2 separate regions of the Arachis hypogaea genome follow, and region 2 is linked to region 1. A link is a contact called in public Hi-C data. All regions are on one chromosome and are shown on one strand. The core of a region is the stretch at or near the end of the contact, and the rest is flanking DNA. Distances in the headings are between cores, read along the strand shown. Region 1 holds the start of LOC112779625 (beta-fructofuranosidase, cell wall isozyme). Region 2 has its middle 8.0 kb from the start of LOC112779888.

What was found. A called contact is a pair of places that touch in the nucleus more often than the background predicts.
Region 2: a Hi-C map of leaf shows a contact between it and region 1, with 2.5 times the contacts expected there. The contact joins the enhancer-like site here to the promoter of LOC112779625 in region 1. A contact is called at or near these places in 2 of 8 Hi-C or Micro-C datasets (both in leaf).

Annotation. Positions count from the first base shown.
Region 1 is chr19:10,142,360-10,146,675 of arahy.Tifrunner.gnm2.J5K5, reverse strand. It overlaps LOC112779625 (beta-fructofuranosidase, cell wall isozyme), which reads left to right and starts at 1,452. Exons shown (of 6, transcript XM_072228847.1): 1 at 1,452-1,678. The coding sequence starts at 1,486.
Region 2 is chr19:10,193,629-10,197,956 of arahy.Tifrunner.gnm2.J5K5, reverse strand. No RefSeq gene overlaps it. Among protein-coding and RNA genes, the nearest start is that of LOC112779888, 8.0 kb to the left of the region's middle. Within about 2 kb of position 3,011, at least 3 of the 3 cell types and tissues checked have open chromatin away from gene starts, as enhancers often do.

The sequences.
Region 1 (4,316 bases), core at 203-2,702:
ACTAAGACTAGTTGACCAACCCAAGCTCATGTTGAGGAAGAATGTTGAGGATAAATAGAGATAAGAGATGAAACTAGCTGAAGTGTGAGACATGTGATTAGGAGTTAGTTGTGCTGAGTTGTCAAATTTGTTAGAAGGGTAATTAGTTGTTAGAAAAATCTGTTTCAGCTGTGACTACAAATACAAGAGTAAACCTATTCTGTAAAGCCGTTTTTAGAATCAATTAACTCAGTTTCTCGTTTCTTCTCTTCTTTCTGCTCTCTACTCCTTTTCTCTCTCGATCTTAGCTCTCCTTTTCAAATCTAACAGAGTTTTCTGATACCTTCTCAGAATCGAGGGTATTTCATTTTTTCATTTTTTTGTCTCTCTCACATTCTTCACATAATTTAGTAAACATAATTCTAAAATATTTATTGGGAGAAACTAAATATGATCTTTTGATATTTTTTAAAGTTTTTTATTTATCGGGTTATGTAAAAATTAAAAAATGGCCTAAATGCCTAATTAATAACACCCTTGGTATATTAAATTATTGTGGTATATTCACGTTCGCGCCCCTTTTAAAATTACTCCATGCGCAATCTCTAACACTATATTTAGTTTGATAAAAAATAAGTAAAAAAAATAGATGAAAAAAATGGATAAAAAATTATATTTTTCTTTGTTTGGTTGTCAAAAAAATAAGGAAGAAAAAAAAATTAGATATAAATTTTACTAAAAAAATTTTCTTTCCATCACAAGTAAGAAAACAAGAAAAAAATGCTATATTTTTATATTTTTAATACTACTCTTAGTTATATTATTATTAACAATTATTAATATAAATTTAGTTTAATATATTATTATAGTAGAGTTTTATATTTAAACATTATATGTATTAGATAAATAATTTAAATCAAATATATAAAATTATAATATTTTATAATATTTATAAAATATAATAAAACATGAATAAATAATAATATTTATGCTTTAGTTTATGATAAGGGTATTAATGTAATTTTATATTATTATAATTTTTGTTCTCACTTTTCTTTCCATCTAAATAATTTTTTTTTTTCTATTTTCTTTCCATCTATTTTCTATTCATCCAAACAATACACAAATAATTTAACTTTTTCTTCTATTTTCTTTCTTCTTATTTTTTTTCTTTCATTTTCTTTCTACATCCAAACAAAGTGTAAGTGAGTATGAGAAGGTTATGCTATTTTTAACGCATTCGTAATAATAATTGGTAATAAAAAATATATTTGTACATTAAAATCGATTATTAAAATTAATTATTATATATTTATGTATACATATATTTAATTAAATTATATATCTTATTTTTAATGTATATTCTATTTTAGTAATTAATTTTGTTAGTTAATTTTGGTATACATTGTTAAAATTAATTTAGTATCTTCTCTCATTATAAATATATTCTTCCAATTCACATTATTGCATAGCTTCAATTTCTCTTGTCACCCCCACAAAGCCACCATGGCTGCTATGGCTTCACTTCATTTGTTGGCTACTCTTCTTCTTATTCTTGGCTATGGTAGAAGTGTTATTATTGCTCATATTATTGATGAAGCTTCTCATCAAACTACTCATTCTTCTAATAACATGATAATTCCAAACCATACATATAGACCTTCTTTTCACTTCTTGCCTTCAAAGAATTGGATGAATGGTATTTCTTTAATTTAATTTCTTCTTTTACTTACTTGTTAGCTTTAACCTCCTCAAATGCTCTCTATTTTACATTTAACTAATTGTTCTTCATTTTTTAATCTAATTATGGTTTATTTGGCTTTGGCTTCTTTCATCTTTTGTGCTTTGGCACATGAAATGGTGAGATGGACTTACAGATCCCAATGGTTAGTTCTCTACTTCTTCATCTTTCATTATTTCTCTAACCATTCCTTTAATATCTTGATTCGAGTATATTAAAAGGCCTTAATTATTTATTTATGTTAATAAACGTGTGTAATAATGTTAAATATAAATTTAGTTAAGAGGATGTGTATTTTATTTTTTAATAAATAGTTTTAGGTTTAAGTTTTAGAATTAGTAAAGTTTTATTATTCTTAAAAGAAGGGATATATATGGTGCATTTTAATATGGTTGTGCTCCGGTAATTGTGTTACTTAATGTATTTTAAAAAGTGTTGCTAAAAATTAAATAATATTATTTAATTATTTAAAACTGTTTTTAATTAAAAAATTATTATTAAAATATAAAAAAGTGTAATTTTAATTTTAACAATATTTATATAGTCATTGTAGTCACTGAAATATCTTCATGTTTAATCCACCTATATAATAATAATAATAATAATAATAATAATAATAATAATAATAATAATAATAATAAACACTCAAATTAAACTTTAATAAATTTTAATCAGATATTTTGATGTTTAACTAATTATTATTATTAAGAAATATCTGAGAATAATTCTATTAAATAGATTAGTTCTTATGTCTTTTAATAGAAATTTAAATATTTGTGCTGAACAAATAAATCTATAACAAATTTTGTTGTAAAATAATTAACTCCAAACAAATATTATGAGAAGACAAATTAGTCTAATTACTAGTCCGTCTGATGGGGTAACTCTTGGAAATATTTTAAAATTTCACCAATTTGGATAATTACCTATAAAAAAGAATTACATTGAAAACGTTATATTTGGATTCAAGCTATATATAGGGAAGCCAAGTTTAATAGCGGTGAAATTGAAGGTGGAGTCTAACTAAAAAATGGTGGAGTTTAACTCAATAATGTGTCACCGTATTAATATATCTCAGCATGTAAAAATATGTTACAAAACAAAAATGTTATTTGCAGTCATTTTACAATCACCCTTATTATTCACTTTAGGAGATTCACTATTCTGTCCTCGGATTATTGGTTGAGGGGAAAAAATGAGAACTAGTATACTGTTTTTTTTTTTTTTTAAAGTTAGGAGTGAAACTTAAATCTGCGATCTCTAGCGTTTATTTTGAGGTATTGGGACAGAGATTGGAATATTGAGACTCAGTATCATATTTTTTGGCTCAGAGACTGGTACTAAAATTTTTATTTCTATTTTCAAAATTTCAGTATTTCAGTACTTCCAAAAAATGGGAACACAGGAGACTGAAATTTTTAGAGACAGAGACTGAAATTTTAATAATATTTTATACCTAAAATACTCTCATTTTAATTAATTAATTCTAATTTTAGTCTTTGTACAAATTAAATTAGAGCTTCATTTTTGTTTCAATTTCTGTCTCCCATTTTACACCAAACAAAATACTGAGATTTATTTCAATATTTGTCTCTTAGTATCTGTTTTTCAATTTCAATCTTTCAGTCCCTGTCTCTCCACTAAACACTACCTAAATAAGTATGGAGATACTATGCTATTTGAACTATAGCTCGTTGGCGAACTAGTCATAATAACTTTACCCATTACAAAGCTACAAATTAGAAAAAGACAAATAAAAAAATTTAATTACTCTATACCAATTTTTAAAATTTCATCCGTTTTTAATTAAATTTTTACTATTTAAAGAGTTTTTTATTGAATTTTTATACCAAATAAAAATTTTCAAGATCTTTGATCACTACTTTTTGTTAAAAAAAATATGAAATATTTTTAGAATATTAATTTTTGTATTTGATATAAAATAAATTGCAGAATAATTAAGTAATACATATTCTAGAATTATTGCATTTAAAAAACACTAATAAATGTTTAGTTAAATAATTATCCATAATAAAAAATAATTACATTTTGGACTTAATAATCAAATTCACAACCTTTTAGATGAGTATGGAGAGACTATGTCATTTGAACTATAACTCATTAACAGTCAAAAGAAGTAATAATCGGCTAAATATATGTATTTATACACAAATGCATAGTGATTTGAATTATAAAAATTTTATGTTGACAATATTCAAAATTAAATTACTATTTATATGTGTATTTTATAATATATTATTATATTAACAAAAAATAATTATTGTATATCATTTTATTAGCTACTATATAGTCATTAAAAAAAAGTTAAATTACACCATTGGTCCCTACAATTTCAGTGAAATGGCAAATTAGTCCCACTTTAGAAGTTTGTAATTGGGTCCCTAAAGAGAATTAAAATTTACAATTTAGTTTCCATCGTTCAAAAAGTGTTTGATTTAATAGAACATTCTTAGCATATTCTCTATTTTAATAAAATATTCTCAGTATATTCTGATAATATTATGTTAAATAAATATTTTTTGACCGGCATGGACTAAATTGTAAATTTTAATTCTCTTTAAGGATTCAATTACAA
Region 2 (4,328 bases), core at 1,762-4,261, 50 kb before region 1:
TCGAGTTAAATTTTGCTTTAGTCTCTGAAATTAGTGAGTTACACTGATTTAGTTTTTTATTTTTCATTTGATATAATTTAGTCTTTCAGATTTAAAAAATGCACTAATATAGTTTCTTGCGCCGTGGTCCGAACTCAATATCATTAGTGACGTGGTTCAAATTTTGTCATATTAGATATATTAAGACAATGTCATTTAAAGATTTAAACAATTAGTATTGTTCAAAAGAGAGATGTAAAGTTTTAGTATTGTTTAAACCGGCATCATTTAGTGCTTTCTTTAACGACAAAACGCATATGACATCGTTTTAATATATTTAGCGTGGCAAAACTTGAGTCATGTCACTAAATTCTAGTGATAAAAACTACCAGGGACTATATTAGTATATTTATTTAAAGTTCAGAACTAAATCGATGTAATTCACTCATTTTAAAAATTAAAATAAGATTTAACTCTACCAAATGTTCTAACCATGGAATAGAAATTTAAAAAAAGTGATTCGAAAACTCGATTAAGGCAAGTGGATTATCTATTCTAGCAAATCTGATTAGCAAACAACTCTTTAATATTCAAGAGTCATCGAATAGATTTTGAAAAAGTTCTATTCCAAACTCTGAAACGGTATGAAGAATTTAGAAGATTGCGTTACTATGTCATGGATGATGTTTTTTTGGTGTCTATGTCATAGATGATGAAAATGAAAGAAGCACTTTTTCCTTTTTTTTTTTAAAGATTTTATCTCTTAAGTTTGTTATTGTTATTTATTTGGAAGTCTCAAAAATTTATGTCTTATTAATTTTGATATTGAATTGATGGTAGTATTTTTTAATAATATATAAAATTTGATATGTTTTTTTTAAATATAGAAATTCTAAACTTGATCTTCTAATTTGTAAAGTTTAACTTTTTTTAATATTTTTAAAACACAAAAGTGACCTTTTAATTTGTGAACTTTTACAAAATCGATTCTCTAATTTGTGAACTTTAATTTTTTTAAATTTTTAAAACACAAAATCGATTCTTTGATTTGTGAACCTTTGAAATTTAAATTCAACTTCTCTCAAATTGCACTATCAGTTTTTCTCCTCCTCTAATTCAGTGTCTCCAATTTATATTTTGAAATAAAAAAAAGTCAGCTCTATATTAATTAAAAATACACAAATTTTTCATAACTATGAATAATGCATCCAAAAAATCCATATCAAAAAAATGAGCCTTATTTATATTTGTTGCTAGTGCATCCCTTTTGTGGGAATTAGAGTCCAACCCTTTTGATTGCAATAAAATTACTACCTACCTTGACAAAAAGAAGGTATTTAATTATAAGTTTTTAAAGTATAAAGAATTAATATAAATAATAAGGATAAAGAATAATTAAATCTTTCTTTTAAAATGTCACTCTACCAAAAATAAGAAAAAGCAAATGAGTTAATATTTAAAATGAATAAATAATTATTTTTAATTATTAAAAATTTGGATGTCGACAAAACTATCACAACAAAAAAATTAAATTAAAATTATATCATAAAAATTAATTTGTCCGACAAAAATATCTAATAGTTAATTTTTTATCGAATCTATTAAAAATACATAATAAATGCCTAAATCACCCCTATAATTATTATCAACTTTTGAAAAATTCAGAAAATTATTTTCTCTTAACTCTTTTCTATCACTATTTTTAACACCACAATTATCATCGTCCTCTCCTAAAATTTGCCAATAATCACCACTATTATCATTACTATTACCATCTTTTTTTTTATATTTTTCTTACACTTTTTTAAAAAAAAGTAAAATAAAATAAAACTCTATGCTAACAATCATCAGCAGCTTATTAATATTTTAATCAAATTTTAGCAATAACAATTAAATATATCGAAGATTCAATTTGAATTATTGGCAGACCATCTATAAATATATCGAATACAATTAATCTTAACCATTTTTTACTAAAAGGCTAGAACGGGTTAAATTATAGTGGAAATAATAAAAAGAAACAAATTCACAAAAATTAGTAAAAATTAGAAAAGTGTTTTAAATTTAGCTTAAATCTCCTAAGAGCTCAAGATTTCGTATGAATTTGACAAACGTGAGTTCACTAAAAGTGCACATCAATAACATTGAGAGTTGGAGGCTCCAATGAAAAATAAAAAACAAAGAGATCCTAGAAAAGAACTAATCTAGAAATATAGAATCAGACAAAAAAAATAACGTTCTTGTTATTTGTTCTTCTTCTTCAAGCTATTAATGAGTGTTGATGTTGTGTTGGAAGTATCCATAAATACCGGTGGCAACATACCTCATATTTGCGGGTATCCAACTGACTCCATCATGTCACATAGAATTGCCAACTCGATCTCCAGCGAATAGAATATGGTGGGTAAGATTTTTATGTGGGTTGGATAGAGTGGTGGGTTGAGTCTCAATCCTACTTGACCAACTCGTATCCTATATATGTATATGTTATATATTTATATAAAAATACATTTTTAGATGTTAAACTAAAGACTTCTCACTAAATGCAAAAAATCTTTAGCCACTAAAAAAAAATATTAATTGATAATTTAATACTTATTTATTTTTTTATCATAAAAATCGGTTCTATTTTAAATTATCATCAAGTTATATAATAATATTATATCTTTTTTTGTAACCTACGAGTTAAATTGGATACCTGCAAATTAAGAATAGTAAGATTAGAGTTAGAATATTTTCAATTAAGGTATAATTGAATTTATATAAAAATTTCAACCTACAAATAGAATTAAGATTGATTTCAAATTCTATCCTATTCTACCTATTACCACCCTTACCTACAAAGAACTTCGATATTAGTGAGAATAAATTGAAAAAAACACCTGAAGTATTTATAGAATAGGAATAGTGGAATTAGTCCTTTCTTGAAAAAGACTCTTAAAAATCATATTTTGGGACCCGTACCGGAGGTGGTTTGCCCCATGTGCACTAACTCTTCTGTAATGGTCTCTGGGGTGATTGGGCCGTTCTGGGCAAACCCAATTTTAAATGCAGTCCCTATGTTAATCTTGAAGTGGGCTGGACAAGTAAAGTATAGGCCCAGATATGCACATTAACTCACTGTTAATGAAAGAAAGAAATATTTATGGATGATATGTGAACTAATTTAATTGTTTTTATTTTTCCAAAACTAATTTGAAAATCAGATAATCGAGTACTTTGAATATTAACACAAAAACAAATACAATTCAAACAATATATTATTACAATTTGGATTTAATATAAATTTTGAATCAAAGTTTATGTGATCCAACCTCATTCAGCCATCAGGAACATGTAGATAGATACTTGGATTAGCAGTAGCACCTGTCATGGTGCAATTGTTGCTAATTTTTTCTTTCTGAATTACCTGTTGACTCTACTAAAAGGGAAGGAAGATGAAGCAAGATTTATCAAGAAGAGAGTTTGGTTGATTTGAAGGTATAAACCTTAAAGGAATTAGTTGAATTGGAAGATACTACATTTAAGGGATAAATTCAAAATTTTAAATATCAGTCTTAGAAATGTAAAACGTATTAAGTTATGTTTAAATATTATGTTTTGTTTAAGATAAATATAAAAATTGAGAGATAAATTTTAAATTTTAAATTTCAGTCTTAAATAATTAAAAAAATGGAATATAAAGTGGAAATAAATTTAGAACTAAAATAACCTATAAAAAGTGGAAATAAATTTTATTCAATTTAAATAATTAAATTTAAACTCTTCAAAATTGGTTGTTGTTGTATAAAGTTTAAAATGTCACAAAAAATGTTTTTTTTTTTTTTGTCAAGTGGATTGGACAGTTCTCAATTATAGACATTACACCAATATTTCAGCTGAGATTAGAACCTGGATGCAGCATTGTATAAGATAAATAGGTGTGCCATCTGTGTTGGGCCTCTGCTGCGTCACAACAAAAATGTTTAAATTGTGGTTCACAGGAAGGCGACATTAGAGTTATCTTAGGCGGATTTTATACACTTTATTCATAGTGTCTGTGTGAAAAGAAATCAGAAAAAAAAAATCTTATTTAATCTGTGCTAAATTTAGGTACGTCGTTATTCGAATTTAATTTGTATTTTGTCTTGTCCACTAATTTGCTCCAAAAGAAAATTCCTAAACTACTATTACTAATAAATTGTCTATTAATGAAATCAATTCAAGCTAGATCAAATTTGTTTCATAAATTTACTTCTATCTATCTATAGATTATTTTGATAATTCAAATTAATTATTTATCTTAATCTTATCTTTTCTATCTTATCGAATTCTATTTAGTTTTAATTTTAAAACAAAAATATTAAATT